Regions from separate parts of the Gossypium hirsutum genome. Here all the other regions are linked to region 4. Evidence: chromatin contacts called from public Hi-C data. All regions are on one chromosome and are shown on one strand. The core of a region is the stretch at or near the end of the contact, and the rest is flanking DNA. Distances in the headings are between cores, read along the strand shown.

What was found. Hi-C and Micro-C count contacts between places; a contact is called where the count stands out from the background.
Region 1: a contact with region 4 is called in a Hi-C map of leaf, with 2.6 times the contacts expected there. The contact joins the enhancer-like site here to the promoter of LOC107934460 in region 4. A contact is called at or near these places in 6 of 34 Hi-C or Micro-C datasets (callus, leaf and petal).
Region 2: a contact with region 4 is called in a Hi-C map of leaf, with 3 times the contacts expected there. The contact joins the promoter of LOC107952762 here to the promoter of LOC107934460 in region 4. A contact is called at or near these places in 3 of 34 Hi-C or Micro-C datasets (callus and leaf).
Region 3: a contact with region 4 is called in a Hi-C map of leaf, with 3 times the contacts expected there. The contact joins the enhancer-like site here to the promoter of LOC107934460 in region 4. A contact is called at or near these places in 2 of 34 Hi-C or Micro-C datasets (both in leaf).

What each region holds. Positions count from the first base shown.
Region 1 is chrA01:57,597,474-57,600,609 of Gossypium_hirsutum_v2.1, reverse strand. It overlaps LOC107955617, which reads right to left. Exons shown (of 6, transcript XM_041087301.1): 2 at 324-345; 3 at 122-251; 4 at 1-34. Among protein-coding and RNA genes, the nearest start is that of LOC107955617, 44 kb to the right of the region's middle. Within about 2 kb of position 1,824, at least 2 of the 9 cell types and tissues checked have an H3K27ac peak or open chromatin away from gene starts, as enhancers often do. A contact at or near this core is called in leaf, where this site is marked.
Region 2 is chrA01:57,721,387-57,724,670 of Gossypium_hirsutum_v2.1, reverse strand. It overlaps LOC107952762 (protein LSM12 homolog), which reads right to left and starts at 1,494. Exons shown (of 4, transcript XM_016887929.2): 1 at 1,003-1,494; 2 at 842-922. The coding sequence starts at 1,277.
Region 3 is chrA01:56,273,542-56,277,098 of Gossypium_hirsutum_v2.1, reverse strand. No RefSeq gene overlaps it. Among protein-coding and RNA genes, the nearest start is that of LOC107935674, 24 kb to the left of the region's middle. Within about 2 kb of position 1,673, at least 3 of the 9 cell types and tissues checked have an H3K27ac peak or open chromatin away from gene starts, as enhancers often do. A contact at or near this core is called in leaf, where this site is marked.
Region 4 is chrA01:56,980,235-56,983,634 of Gossypium_hirsutum_v2.1, reverse strand. LOC107934460 (trihelix transcription factor PTL) reads right to left here and starts at 1,490. Exons shown (of 2, transcript XM_016866892.2): 1 at 908-1,490; 2 at 1-364. The coding sequence starts at 1,347.

The DNA.
Region 1 (3,136 bases), core at 575-3,074, 620 kb before region 4:
AGCAGCTCCTCTACCCTTCTCCCTTTTCCCTCTCCTGAAAAATACGAAATGGTATACATATACAAACAAATATCCGGCAGGGGAAAATGTGTGCAGAATCGATTAGCTTCAGGTACTGTACCTGAAGGAAAATCAAATTGGATGACTTGATTCAATTTGTCTATGATTTTAGCTGAATCTTTGAGAGGAGGAGTTGACTCGAATAATGAATTGATCTCCTCGTGAACAGTTGCAGAATCTATTTTAATTCCCCTTGGACAAATCATCAGAAAAAAAAATCATCAATCAAAATGCAAAACAAACCCTAGTTGAATTGAACTTACAACAAAATCCAGTTGATTTGGGCTTCAAGTTGATCTGCTTTCTTTTAGATTGATTTGAACTTAAGATTGTCGAATAACCAAAAGAAAACAAAATTTGAAACCGTTGAGAAAATTTAATCTAAGAAAAGGTATTTTTGGAGGAGAAAAGAAGGGTCATTCGATGGAGAGGTTGGAATAGCCATTCGACACCTCCTCCCCTGAATGGCTATTCAGCGATTTTTAGAATGAACCTGTAATCCCCATTCGACGTTTTAAGCATTCAGCCAACCAAACGACTGTTTTCCTTTAGAGTTTTGAACCGTGTAGTAATGGAATAGCAATTCTATTGAACCAAACATAGTGTAAGGATTAGGTTGAAATAGAATTAAAATTTAGGGTATAAATTATAAATAACAGAAAATAGGCTGTTGAGGACCTAGATGAAACACGCTGAAACAAATGAGGGATTGATTGGGAAATATCCCTAGCCCTCATGCGCTGCGTTTCGTGATGGACCATACTGAAACGAACACAAAAACACGCGACAAAAATTTAAAAAAAATAAAAAAGCAAACAATGGCCACATTACAAGACGTCGCAAAAGCGGAGGAACTTCACACGCAATTATCCCATTCACCACAAAAACACGCGGATCCTCAAGGGAAATGGGTCAAGTCATGGGTCAGAGGTGAAGACAACGTTGTTTTGGCCTCTGAACCCACATATCAAAATGGCGTTGTTTACTTCTTATTACTTAAGTCAAAATTTTTTTAAAATTTCATTTTTTACCAGTTTTTTTTTTTAAAAAACTCAAAGAACCCCCCATTTTCTCTCAACTCTTTGCTAGGGTTATGAAAACCCTTCATTTCCGTTGTTTGACCGCTGTACCGCCACGGTATTCGGTGGCCGACGATGCGCCAAAATGGGCCTTTTAGCCCTGTTTCAAAAGGAGTTCGAAGGTCTAGCCTTCTTGACCCGAAAAGAACTAAAAGAAGAGATCCTCACCCCCTTTCGATCCCAACGACGGAAGAGAGACCTCCGGTAACGTAACCACGGGTGATTCCGATGAGACCTTCTTCTCTTTCCTTTTATTTATTTTATGCCTCTTTTTAGAAATAGATTTGTTCAAAAAAATAAATAAATAAAAATAAAAGGAAAACAGGAAACGAAAAGAACAACTAAAATAAAATAAAAAATCAACATTGTTAAATTTCTGCTTTTTTCTTTTTGATTTACTCGTGCGCATAAAAAATTACAAATGTGAAGAATCGAGCTTTTATAGCCGATTAAGATGACTATCCACTTTATATTTTTTGTCGTTTTTTGCTTGGTTTCTTCTACTGCTTGTGTATTGCTCTCTGTCTTGCGTGTGGATCTTTATTTTGCAAGTGTTAGAGAGGTGCTAGGCGTATGGAGGGGGTGGCATTTGAGGAGGCGGCGTGCGAGGTGGCCTAAGGGCAGACCGACCTAGGTGTGGCACACCTAGGGTTTCCCTGGGCTGAAGGTGTTTAGTTTTTGGGCTAGGATTGGTTTGGGCTTGTTGGGTTTGTTGGGTTTTAATTGTTTGGGCTGTCTGATATTGGTCTGGGTTTGGGTTAGTGATTGGGTTGATTTGTAAGTGGACTATTAATGTGCTGGATCCTTTATTATTTATTTGGGTTTTATTTTGTTTGGATGATTTGGGCCAAAATTGGCTATTACATTGTAATTTAATAATTTATTGACATCATCCATATTCATTTTACGGTCTATGTTCCGAGTTTATAGCTATTTCTCTTAATAATATTGTCAACAAAATTCGAATTTATATTCTCTTTTTAGAAATGCAATTTATCTTACTATCGCACCTAACACTTGATTGTTAATTTATTTTATTTAATCTTATAAAAATAATATAAAAAATTTATTTAAACTGATTTGATTGGAGATAGCAACAATCACTCAACTCACACCTAATGTCATCTCCATCCATATGGAACAATCACATTTTATCCAACTTGTAACTCATTAATTTTTTAAAAAAATCTTAATATAATCGACCAAAAACAATAATAAAATGAGCTTTTAGTGAAACATCAATGTAGAACTTAGATAAATAAAAACCACCCAAAACAAAAAATGAACATGATTTTTATTTAGTCATTGTCTCATTGAAAGAATGAAAGCTCAACCTTTGGGCTGTCTGCTTGGGCTTAGCCACAAAGGCCTCATAAAGTAGTTATCTTTATAAGACCTAAATGACCATTATTAGATTAATCCTGCTTTGCTTCATAAAGTAGAGATTTTAATGTCAAACTCTTCTCTCTATATAACGTACTTTATAAAAGAATCTTTGAAAAAAAAGAGACTGAAAGTATATTAAAAGGTATTTAATAATACCAATTCATCATTACATTTTGTCACAGATCTTTTATTTTTTTTTTGAAACTTTGAACTGTTTTTCTTTTTACAAAAATTCTGAATTGTAATGTTGTTCTTGATTCATGTATTCGGTCGGGGGTGTTGCATCATTGGCCTGCTTCAATATTTTATCACTCTCTCTCTGTATATTATATTCTATATTTGCGGGTTAAGCTTAATATAGATTGGGCCGTGAACCTAATTTTGAGTTATAATCCGGTCCATTATTGTATTTTTCCATTTGGAGCTGGAGAAAAAAAATTTATTTAGGTTTTAGCTCAAAACTTAATTGTTGTTTGAAGAATTATAAAATTTTTAATTTTTAATTTAATTTAGATATAACACTAATTAAGTGATAATCAATTTAAAATATTAAATTTAATTAAACATGGATATAAGGTTTAATTAAGTGATATTAATAGTAAAACAAACAT
Region 2 (3,284 bases), core at 245-2,744, 740 kb before region 4:
GGTTGATAATTATCAAGGCTTTGGGTTTGTCAATTTCATGAATTATGATTGTGAAAAGATCTCAAAAATATAATGCATCTTAAAAGAACTTGATACAAGCTACCACAGGGCCCTTGCCCCTCTATGTCTATGTTATTTCTTCCTCCTCAACCTTCCTAAATTAGCTAAGATGCATTAAACATTCATAATTTTAGCACCATCTTAATTATTCATTGAGTAGGGGCATCTTAATAATATTCAACGCATTAATAAAAGTTTTTTAAAAAATTCCTCATTTAACATTGTTCATTTTGATGTCAAATAAAATAAAATAAACTCTGCTTAGTTGCAACATATGAATTGTTAAGTCATTGCATTATAACCTGTTAGAAGTCATCACACTTAGAGGTACTTAACACTATACTTCTCTTAAGGACATTTATCATTTCTGCAAGTGAATACTATGGCAGATTATCTAACAGTAAGCACAATGTGGTGAGACACAACAAATGCATCTATTATTTTTACCATCCTGCATTAAATATCCTTCATTAATGCTTTTATCCTGACCCGAGAACTGCTCTTCTACGCTCCTTTCCTACAATTTCAACCAAATTTCTGTCTCCCTGCTAATACTAACCTTTTTTTTTTAAAAGGACAACCCTTACGCACAACAATTAACCATCTTTATGCTTTCAAGAGGTTTATATGCATCCCTTAAAACAATATAGAATCAATTTCCTACCTGTATACTTGAGAAAATAACTATAATCTTAACAATCCCTTCAACATTTCCCCAACTCTTAAGAGAGAAAAATAAGAGAAGGAGGAGGAGTAAGAGTCCAAGGACAAGTGAACATACGTTTTAGACAAAGCATCAAAAAGAGTCTGTGCCTCACTGGTAACTCCAACACCAAACCTCTCTGAATCAGCCTCAGCTTGCCTGCAAAAAGCAAATATATATATATCCAACTCAGTGAAATTCTAATAAGACAAAACCCTAGATATGAGGAAATCAGTTACCTAATAGCAGAATCTTCTCTTGCTTGAAGGCTAGTAAGGTCTAAAAAACATTTCTTAACATCAAGAGGATCTTCATCTTGGCGCAATAAAGAGAACTCTTTAATGTGATTAGCCTTCAGCAGCCGAATGTTCCTTCTGGGTCCTGATTCCAAACCCTCCTGAAGTACGAGGATGTTGGAGAGGCGGTCGAAACTGATAATTTGACCTTCAAATTCGTCGCCCAAAGTTGTCTTAATTGAAAGGAAGCAACCCACTGCGAATTCCTCACCTTCCATTCCTTATTTAACCTCTGCTCAGTGCACCTTCACCTTGTTATGCTTGATTTATGAACTTTTTCCTTTTTTATTTGAGGACCAGAACAAGTCAACAATGAGATGGGCCGAAACTTTATTGGTTTCATTGCAGTAGGCCTAATTACATTTACTGTTATCTGCTTCTTCCCATCTTGTCTATATATTTAAGAGCATTTTATCACAAGCAAAACAAAAATAAAAACTTATGCCTCTCAATTTTTTATATATTTATTTCTTTAAAGGAATAACTTATATTAGACAAATTTTAGACATCATTATAACATTATCAAATTATCCATTAAAAGTATCCAAGTATTATCATTCACTCATTTATATCTAATATTTTTTACTAATTTCATTTAATTTTAACTAAATTTTAAAATAATAAACAACTTTTTTCTTCTTTTACAATTTTAATTATTTTTAATATTTTTCCAAAATTTAATATTTTTTTATTTTCTTCAACCAATTTTTAAAAATTGTTTTTAGCTTCTAGGCAGTTGATGTTTTCTTTTTCCATTTTAAATGGTTTTCTATTTCATATATTTTAACTTTTAATCAAATAATGAAGTGGTGGCTATAATTTTTCAACTTTCTACTAAGGTTTTTTTTATTTTTTTCTTAATTTTCAATTTTTTATCTCTTCTTTTAATTTTTAATTATTTATTTTAGATTTTTCAAAAAAAATTAGCTATAGTTCCGACATAATTTTTTTTCTAAAATTTTAATTATTTTTATGTCATTTAATTAAAATTAAATTAAATTAGAGAAAATGTTATATATAGATAATTGTATAGTACTATTTGTATATTTTTAAAATTTGATGATATTATATTATTTTATTGATATCTACAAACTAAATATTTTAAAATGATTTAAATTTAAAGTTAATCTCATTTTTTAATATTTTATTATAACATATTTTTTAATATTTTATGCTATTTTTATAGAACACTTAATATATTTCCATCACTTTATTTTATAACATCCTTCCCGAATTAAAATCATATGAGAAAAAATATTTTTTTTCATGTCATTTGGGTAAAAAATCTTTCTTCATTTTCTTCGTCTTTCTTCATCCATCAAGTCAAATAATTTTTTTCCAAAATTTATGTTTAAAATTATGAATTTCAAATAAATACTCAAATTTACATATGTCAAATAAAATCTAAATAAATACAAAACATCTCCTTATACAATAAACCGCCTTAAATTTTATTTAGTTTTTATTTAAAAGAGATTATTTTTCAATCAATCAAAATTTTTCTGGTGTTATAATTCACACCATTATGAGTTATAAATAATTAAACTCTTGAGAATATCTACTGTTTTATTTTTATTATATTGACCGGTTAAATTAAACACCAAAAAATATCTTTAGTCAAGTTAAAATGTAAATCTTTGAATCGAGGTATGGAATTGATTGTAAAGAACAATCAATAAAAGGGTCAATAAAATGAAAAGAGAATTCGCATCATTTTGAATAAGAAAGGTAGTGATGTTGAGATTTTACCAAAGATCAAAGTTATAATTAAAACATGGTGAAATCATGATATTAGTAAAGGCTTATGTAGACTGTTGCTTTCCATCAAACTAAGTCAAATAAATTTCACGACATCCAGGATGTTTTGTCCCTGAGAAAATATTCTCTATCTTTAACCACATATAAATAGTAATCTAAATTCTTTCATGCATGATATAATAATCTCACTTTTGTACCTATGATTTTGATCTCTCTCCAACTTAGTTTGTAAACGAAGTAACTTACTTGTTTACTTAAATAATGCACTCACAGCAATGAATTACTAATTAACATAAGAAGTGTTAACAACTTTTAGTAAAAACTTATATAAGTCTTATGAATATATGTTATTTTGACTTGCAAACCTACTAGATCATTTACAATCTCAATCCCCATCAAAGTAGCAATGAAATCAACATTAAGAATATTCTAATAAAGTCCAAAATAAGTCATGGATCTTTAAGATA
Region 3 (3,557 bases), core at 424-2,923, 710 kb after region 4:
GATCTACTTACCTTCAATGAAGAACAGTGTTTCCTTGCTGTTTAGAACTCGATTACTGATCTACAGAGCCTTGAATATCCCCTAAACAGCAAACAAAAATCCTTTTAAACGATTGCCAAAGAAAATCACGTAACTTGATAAAGTGATACTTACCAAATTGATAGGACCGCTAGCAATACTCCTAAACTTATCGAAAAAGAAGAAAAACGAAGGGAAGAAAGAAAAATAGAAGGGAATTTTCGGCAGCAAAGGGGTTTTGGGAAAAAGAAAACGGCAGAGAGCAAGAGCTTTTGTTAAAAAGAAATGAAGAATCCCTAAACCCCAATTCAGATTTCTGATAAAGCCCAACTATTAGCCAAAACTTGCAGCAAAAATAATCCCATCGCTATTGTAGGGAATCGAACTCCAGACCCTAAGCGTGATCCCTTGCCATCTAACCACTAGACTAGTAAGCCCATTCTGTTAGGTTTTTACCAACAATCCCTTATAAGCCCACTGACTTAAAGTCAGGCTTTATTCAAATAAAAAAAAACCCAAAATTTAGCCCAAGTTAAAGCTTGAACTTAAGACCTCCCAAACACACCCCAGAGCACATAACCACTTAAACCAACATGTTTAAAGCCAAAAATAACACAGACCCAGTTGTTCAGTTATTTCCATGCTCAACAATTACAAAAGCCGAAATTAAAGAAATTTGGGGCATTACAGCAAGGGGTGACAATATTTATATATGTATCATCTAGATGTTAGATGAAAGTTTTAACCGTTGTTTTAAGCAAATTTTGAGAAGATTAAATTTTACTATTAGTCTTTATACATTTCAAAATTTATGGATTTAGTCCTTGTATTTTAATTTGATCATTTTTAGTACATGTACTTTTCAAAATGATTGATTGTAGCCCTTGTACTTTTTAAAATTTTGAAATTTAAAATTTTAGTCTTGACTCAAATAGAAGCAGTTAATTTTGTTTGGTCAAATTCAATTACTAATCTTTTAGTATGTGTACAATTGTAGGTTTGGTCCATTTTCTCCAATTTGATCATTCTAAGTCCATATGCTTATTGAATTTGAAATTTTTAGTCTTAACACAAATGTCAGTTGTTAATCCATTAACTAAATTTGTAGTGAGTAATATGTAGAAATAATAAGCTGACATAGCATTACATACAATAATATGTTTGGCGCATCAAGTTTTAGAAACAGAAGAACTTAACTTAATAAATTTAACAATTATCATTTGATGAAGATTAAAATTTTAAAATTCAAAAATTACATGAACTAACATTGATAAAATTAAAGTATAGGGACTAAATTCATAACTTCCATAAATTATAGGGACTAATAGAAAATTTGAACGTTTTGAGAATGGGAGGAATTGTTTATATTGGAGAAAATAGCATGAGATATTTTATTCTCACGTAAACAAAACATGGCTTAAAATTAACTAATATGTTTGTATATCGTTTGGCTTCAACCTTTAAAAATAATAAATAAAATACAAACCGACCGACCACGCAATCCAAGTATCATAAATGTTAGGAAATCAAAATGGGGCCGCATTACAAACATTTTTGAGTGAAGACAAGAAAGGTAACAGTGACTTCTAAATGCACCGTCATTCCATGCATCCACATAATACGTCCAATTTTATAGCTTGTCCACTTCACACGTGTTCATTCATCTCACCCGCCTGTCAGAGAGTGCCCTTACCTCGTTTTTGGACGGACCTTATGCATCCACCAATCCATCCCCGGCCCTTTTAAGTCAAACCACTTTCTTTCACTATTATTTTCTAACAACAATTTTATTCAAACTTTTTCAAATTATTAATTTTGAATATAAATTTATATTTAAAAATAATATATAATAATACATAAACATGTATAAATCAAAATAGAAATATATATTAAATTATAAGTAAAATAAAATTCAAACACTTATATATCATATTAATAATATTAAATTAATATAATTATTTAAATAAATATGTGATAAAATTATATATTGAATTCTCAATTTATAATTTAATTTCTCCTCTAAAAGAATTTTTGGATTCATCTGTGCATATTAAGACATATCAATAATAAATTAATTAATAATTTTAAAAGGATTAAAAAGAAATATATAAACTGAATCAAATCTAAAATGTATTATTGATTTTTTTAATAAAATTATTTATTGTGCAAATCACTAAATAAATCTCATAATGTGTATATTTTTAACATATATGTTACTAATCTAGTGCATATTTATATATATTAAACTTGGTTAGACATGCAAATGCATGTAATCAAATTCTTTTGTTTTTGGGTACCATTACAAGCTTACAAACAGGGGAGGAGATGTAATAGCATAGAATTATATCTTAGATCTTGAGGGAAAAATATTTATTAAAGAGGGAAAAAAAGGTTTTTTTTAGGAAAAATGAGTGATTAATTATGAGAAGTGGGAGATATCAAGTTTTATTCTATTAATTAGATGTTGGTTTATTTTAAGATAGTCTGGGTTAGAATTCGAATTCTTATATAAAAGAAATTGTGAAAAATGGATAATTTTTTAATTAAATGAGTAAAATCCTCAAAAAGATTTATTTTTGTATTTATGCATGTATTATCCAATTGAGTGAAAATAATTTATTGTTAGTATAGATAATGAGGTTTTGTTGAAGCAGAAGGTTTGAGATTTTATTGAAGTTGAAACCATTTGCATTTTGTACCTCCTTTTTGCTTTTGTTTTCAAAAAGTTGATTTTGCAATATACTATTTTCAAATTACATTTACATCCAATTTGCATGCTTGTTTTATTGTTTATGTGGAAATAAATTTATATAATAAAAAAAAACTAAATGAAGAAATGGTAAAAGTTTGAAATCAAATCCCATCAGTAAATTTTAACATGATTTGAAATGAAAATAATATCCCACAATAATTTTTATTATTACATAAAAATAATCAATTGAAACTCTAGATAATAGATGAAGTTGTTTTCAAAATATATTATTTTATTCAATCCTTTAGTGCAATGGAATTGAGTTAATTTTTGTAGAATTGCATTAAATTACCAAAAATATTTGCTAGAAATTAAATTAAGCAAGCTTATCTTAGAAATAACATAGGATACTCTTTGAAAGAATTCCATAATAAATTTGTTCCCTCAAGTGCACATGGAACAATTTTGCTCTAATTCACCACAACTTCACAAAGGACAAGAAGGAGTATATATATAGTATTGTAAACATTTTTTTCAATCACATTTTTCTTGATAGATATATTTTATTCTTAAAAAAATACAAAAAAAAAAATCACAATCATATCTTATTATTCCATCCCAATATGTCTCATCTTAAGGTGACATCAAAATCTTCTTATTTGAGAGAGAAAAAAAAAGCAATTAAAATTGAAGAGATTCTCTTCATCTAGCAATGAAAGGCTTCATGGCAAATGGATATTTCCAACATCAATCAAAACTAGATATGGAATGTTATTTTGTGTAATATTTGACCATTTGAGTTATGGAACAATAATTACTATTTATGTCCTTTCATATGTTTTTGGAT
Region 4 (3,400 bases), core at 241-2,740:
ACTGCTTAAATCATTGTTATCTGAGGAACAAGTGTCGAATTTTGAGGAACTTGAGAGACTAAGACTATCACTGCAAAGCTTTTGCGAGTGATAGATCTCTTGATTTGCTTGAGTATTGATGCTATTTTGAGCGCCATGAAACAGAAAACTGTTGCCGATTAGGGGAGTTTCTTGGCCTAAAACTCCATTGTTGTTGCTGGTATCCCCATATAAAGCTTCAAGTTGACGAAAGAATCGATAGTGTTTACCATCCTGTCTCCCAGCCTTGCCTTCCTTAGTCTTTTTATAATATTTATACAAGTTTTCGAATTTCTCCCTGCATTTTTTCCCACTCCTTTGGTACCCATGTTCCTCAAACATGACTCTACAGCACCAACAAAAAAGGGAAGGAAATGGCAATAAATTAAACTTTAAACCTATTAGAAAACAGATGAACCCTAATTCAAATTTGTATGACCATGGAAATATCATGTGATGAATGTTGATAAAGCTCTTATTTGACCATTCAAAATTGAAAAATAAAGATGGGTCTTTCGGCAAGGGACTGATGAAAACGTCTTTTCATGGATAAAACTTGCAGATGGGTACTTAAAACATCCAAAAGGTTAGTCATTTTTATAGTAAAAACCAGTAAAAACTTGCACAATAATGGAGGCAACACATTTTCAAAGGAAAAAAAGAGAGCAAGTCAGTTGAAGACTATAGAAATGATCAGCTATCGTTTATTTTCTTTAAAAATAAATAAAAGAAGAAAACTCGTGTAATACTGTTCCTGGTTTGAACCCCATTTCATATCTTTAAAAGGAGAAACAATCCATGGAGTGAAGTTGCTAGCTTTGGGAATGGAAGAAAATAGAGAATTAGGGTATGGAGAGCATGGAAGAATAAATATATTATTTGTATATACCTGGAAACTTCATCCCACAAAGGACCCTTTTGATTAGCTTCTTTGAACTTGGGGTCGAGATGAGATCTGATCTCAAGAAGTGTTAAGGTCTCTTGTCTCGGCCACCTTCCATTTCCTCCATCACCTCCAAAAGCAGTGGCTTCACCGTCGAACCCACAGCTGGGACTAAGTGTGGAAGCACTAGTGACAGTGGCAACAGCAGCCATGGGAGTGGCATTAGTATTACCAGTAGAATCAGAAGGGAACTCATGTCTACCCACCATTTGCATCACATCGAAGGGGTGGTGGGGTTGCTGCGGTGGCGGCAGATTCCGGTGGTGGCCGGGGGAGAATAACTCAGTATCCTGTGGAATTGCTTGGAAATTGATGGGTTTTCCGTTGAGTAGTTGCCTAAGATCGGGTATGGCATATTGATGGTGACGATGATCCTCCATTTCCATATCGATTTATGAACCCAAAAAGAAAAAAAACAATGGAAAAGGAAAAGGAAAGAGTAGAGTAAAGCTAAAAAAATAAAAATAAAGAGTGAAAGAGAAAGGTTTTAATAGAGAGAAAGAGTGTATGAAAGAGAGAGAAAGCGGCAGACTCGGATCGTGTCGTCCACGAAAAATCTCCAAATTAAGCTTAGGCCAACGGTCCCACACACTACAAATATACGTATTTTGCTACAATCCTTTCCAAAATTACCTACATTTGTACATAGTTGGAGTGCCTATTAATCCTAACCCAGGTTAATTTGGGTGTACCTTAATTTGGATTTTGATATTTATTTTGTATCCGCTTATTTTAAGTAAAAGAATTTTTAAATTTTTTATAAAAATATTTATTCATTCTTTTTCAATTTATAAGAGTAAATTAATTTATGTTAATTTTAAAAGTAAAAGTGAATAATTAAAGATAATTAATTATGGTATTAATATCTTTAATCAATTGCAAACGATTTTAGCTCTCGATGTTTATATATTTTGTCAATTTAGTCTAAGTTCTAAAAAATTTAACAAATTTAGTCTCAATATTTAGCATTTACATAAATGTTGCAGGATAAATTTGTTAAGTTATTACCAAATTAACAAAATGTGTAAATTTTAATGGCTAAATTTATTATTATACTAATCAAAATTATGTACAAATGATAGAAAACATTAACGTCATGGTTAATTATTCTTAGTTTCTCACATTCAAAATTGATAGGAATTAAATTGCGCAGATTTTTTAGAAGGACTAATTTGTCCGATTTCAAAATTAAAAGAAACTAAAAATACATTTTTACCGATTTTTTTAAATTTATCATTTTAAATTATTTATTCAAATTATTGTTAATCCAAGCCACTCTAGATTCTAATCATTTTAGGTTTGAGTTATTTTGTGTCCAAATCATTTTGAATTAAACAATTTTAAATTAAAAACTTAAATTATTAATTTTTTATAATAAAATTAAATTAAATCGATATCGAACTGGTTTTTGAATTGGGGCGAAAATCAAGGGTAGTGTCAAAACATTCCAATCACAACCCATTCCTCGACCGCGAGAAAAACCTTTGGGCCCTTTGGGGCTTGGAAGCCTTAAACACTTCATCATTTTGATAGATTCTTAAGCTGAATTTGTCAATTGTCATTCATTTCTGCACCTTCCTCTATTGATCCTTATTACCAACACATTTAATTCAGGTTTTCTATATTTGATATTATTTAGTGACTTTCGCTATTGTTTGGATAACCTTTGTTAGCATGTTCATTACCACTAATATAATTTTAATAACCTATGATATTCGATATAGTTGTATTAACCTTTGGCATACTTTCAATTTGGTAGCTTTTGATATAATTTTAATAACTTTTAATATGATTTTTATAACCCTTTGATATAAAGTGTGTCGAAACCATTTTTTTGAAAACAGGAAATCAACTTTTGAAAACGAAAAGTTGGAAGTCGCCACCAATCGTTTTTAATAGGGTGTGATTGGACCACCTCAAAACACGGTCGTTTTTAATAAATAAATAAATTTTTCAAAACGACGATTTTAGTCTGCGAAAATAGAAAACCGGTTCGGGAGTCAGTTACGTACGAGGAAGGATTAGCACCCTCGACACGCCCAAAATTAATACTTGATTGATTATTTAGTGTCTTAATGTCAAAAATTAAAGATTTGGACAGAGTTCAAAACGCGATCCTCCTTTTATTGGCTTTTAAAACATTTAGGTAAGTCAAATGTGTATTAAAGATCATCTCACCTCAAGGTAAAACATTACATCCAGTACGTTAGGACACAACATTTTTTACCCTCAATTGTAAGCTTGCCTTTAAAACGTGCGTTTTAGCCTTAAGAGGATATTCGAATATTCAAAACAAACAAAGAAAGCGAAACCCAATACGTTAGGGCACGATTCTTCGAATTCTTTAAATACCGAACATTGCCTTTATTGTGAAATTTTTTTAGAGTGAACTGGTAAGAGGATATTCGAATATTCAAGACAAACAAAGAAAGCGAAACC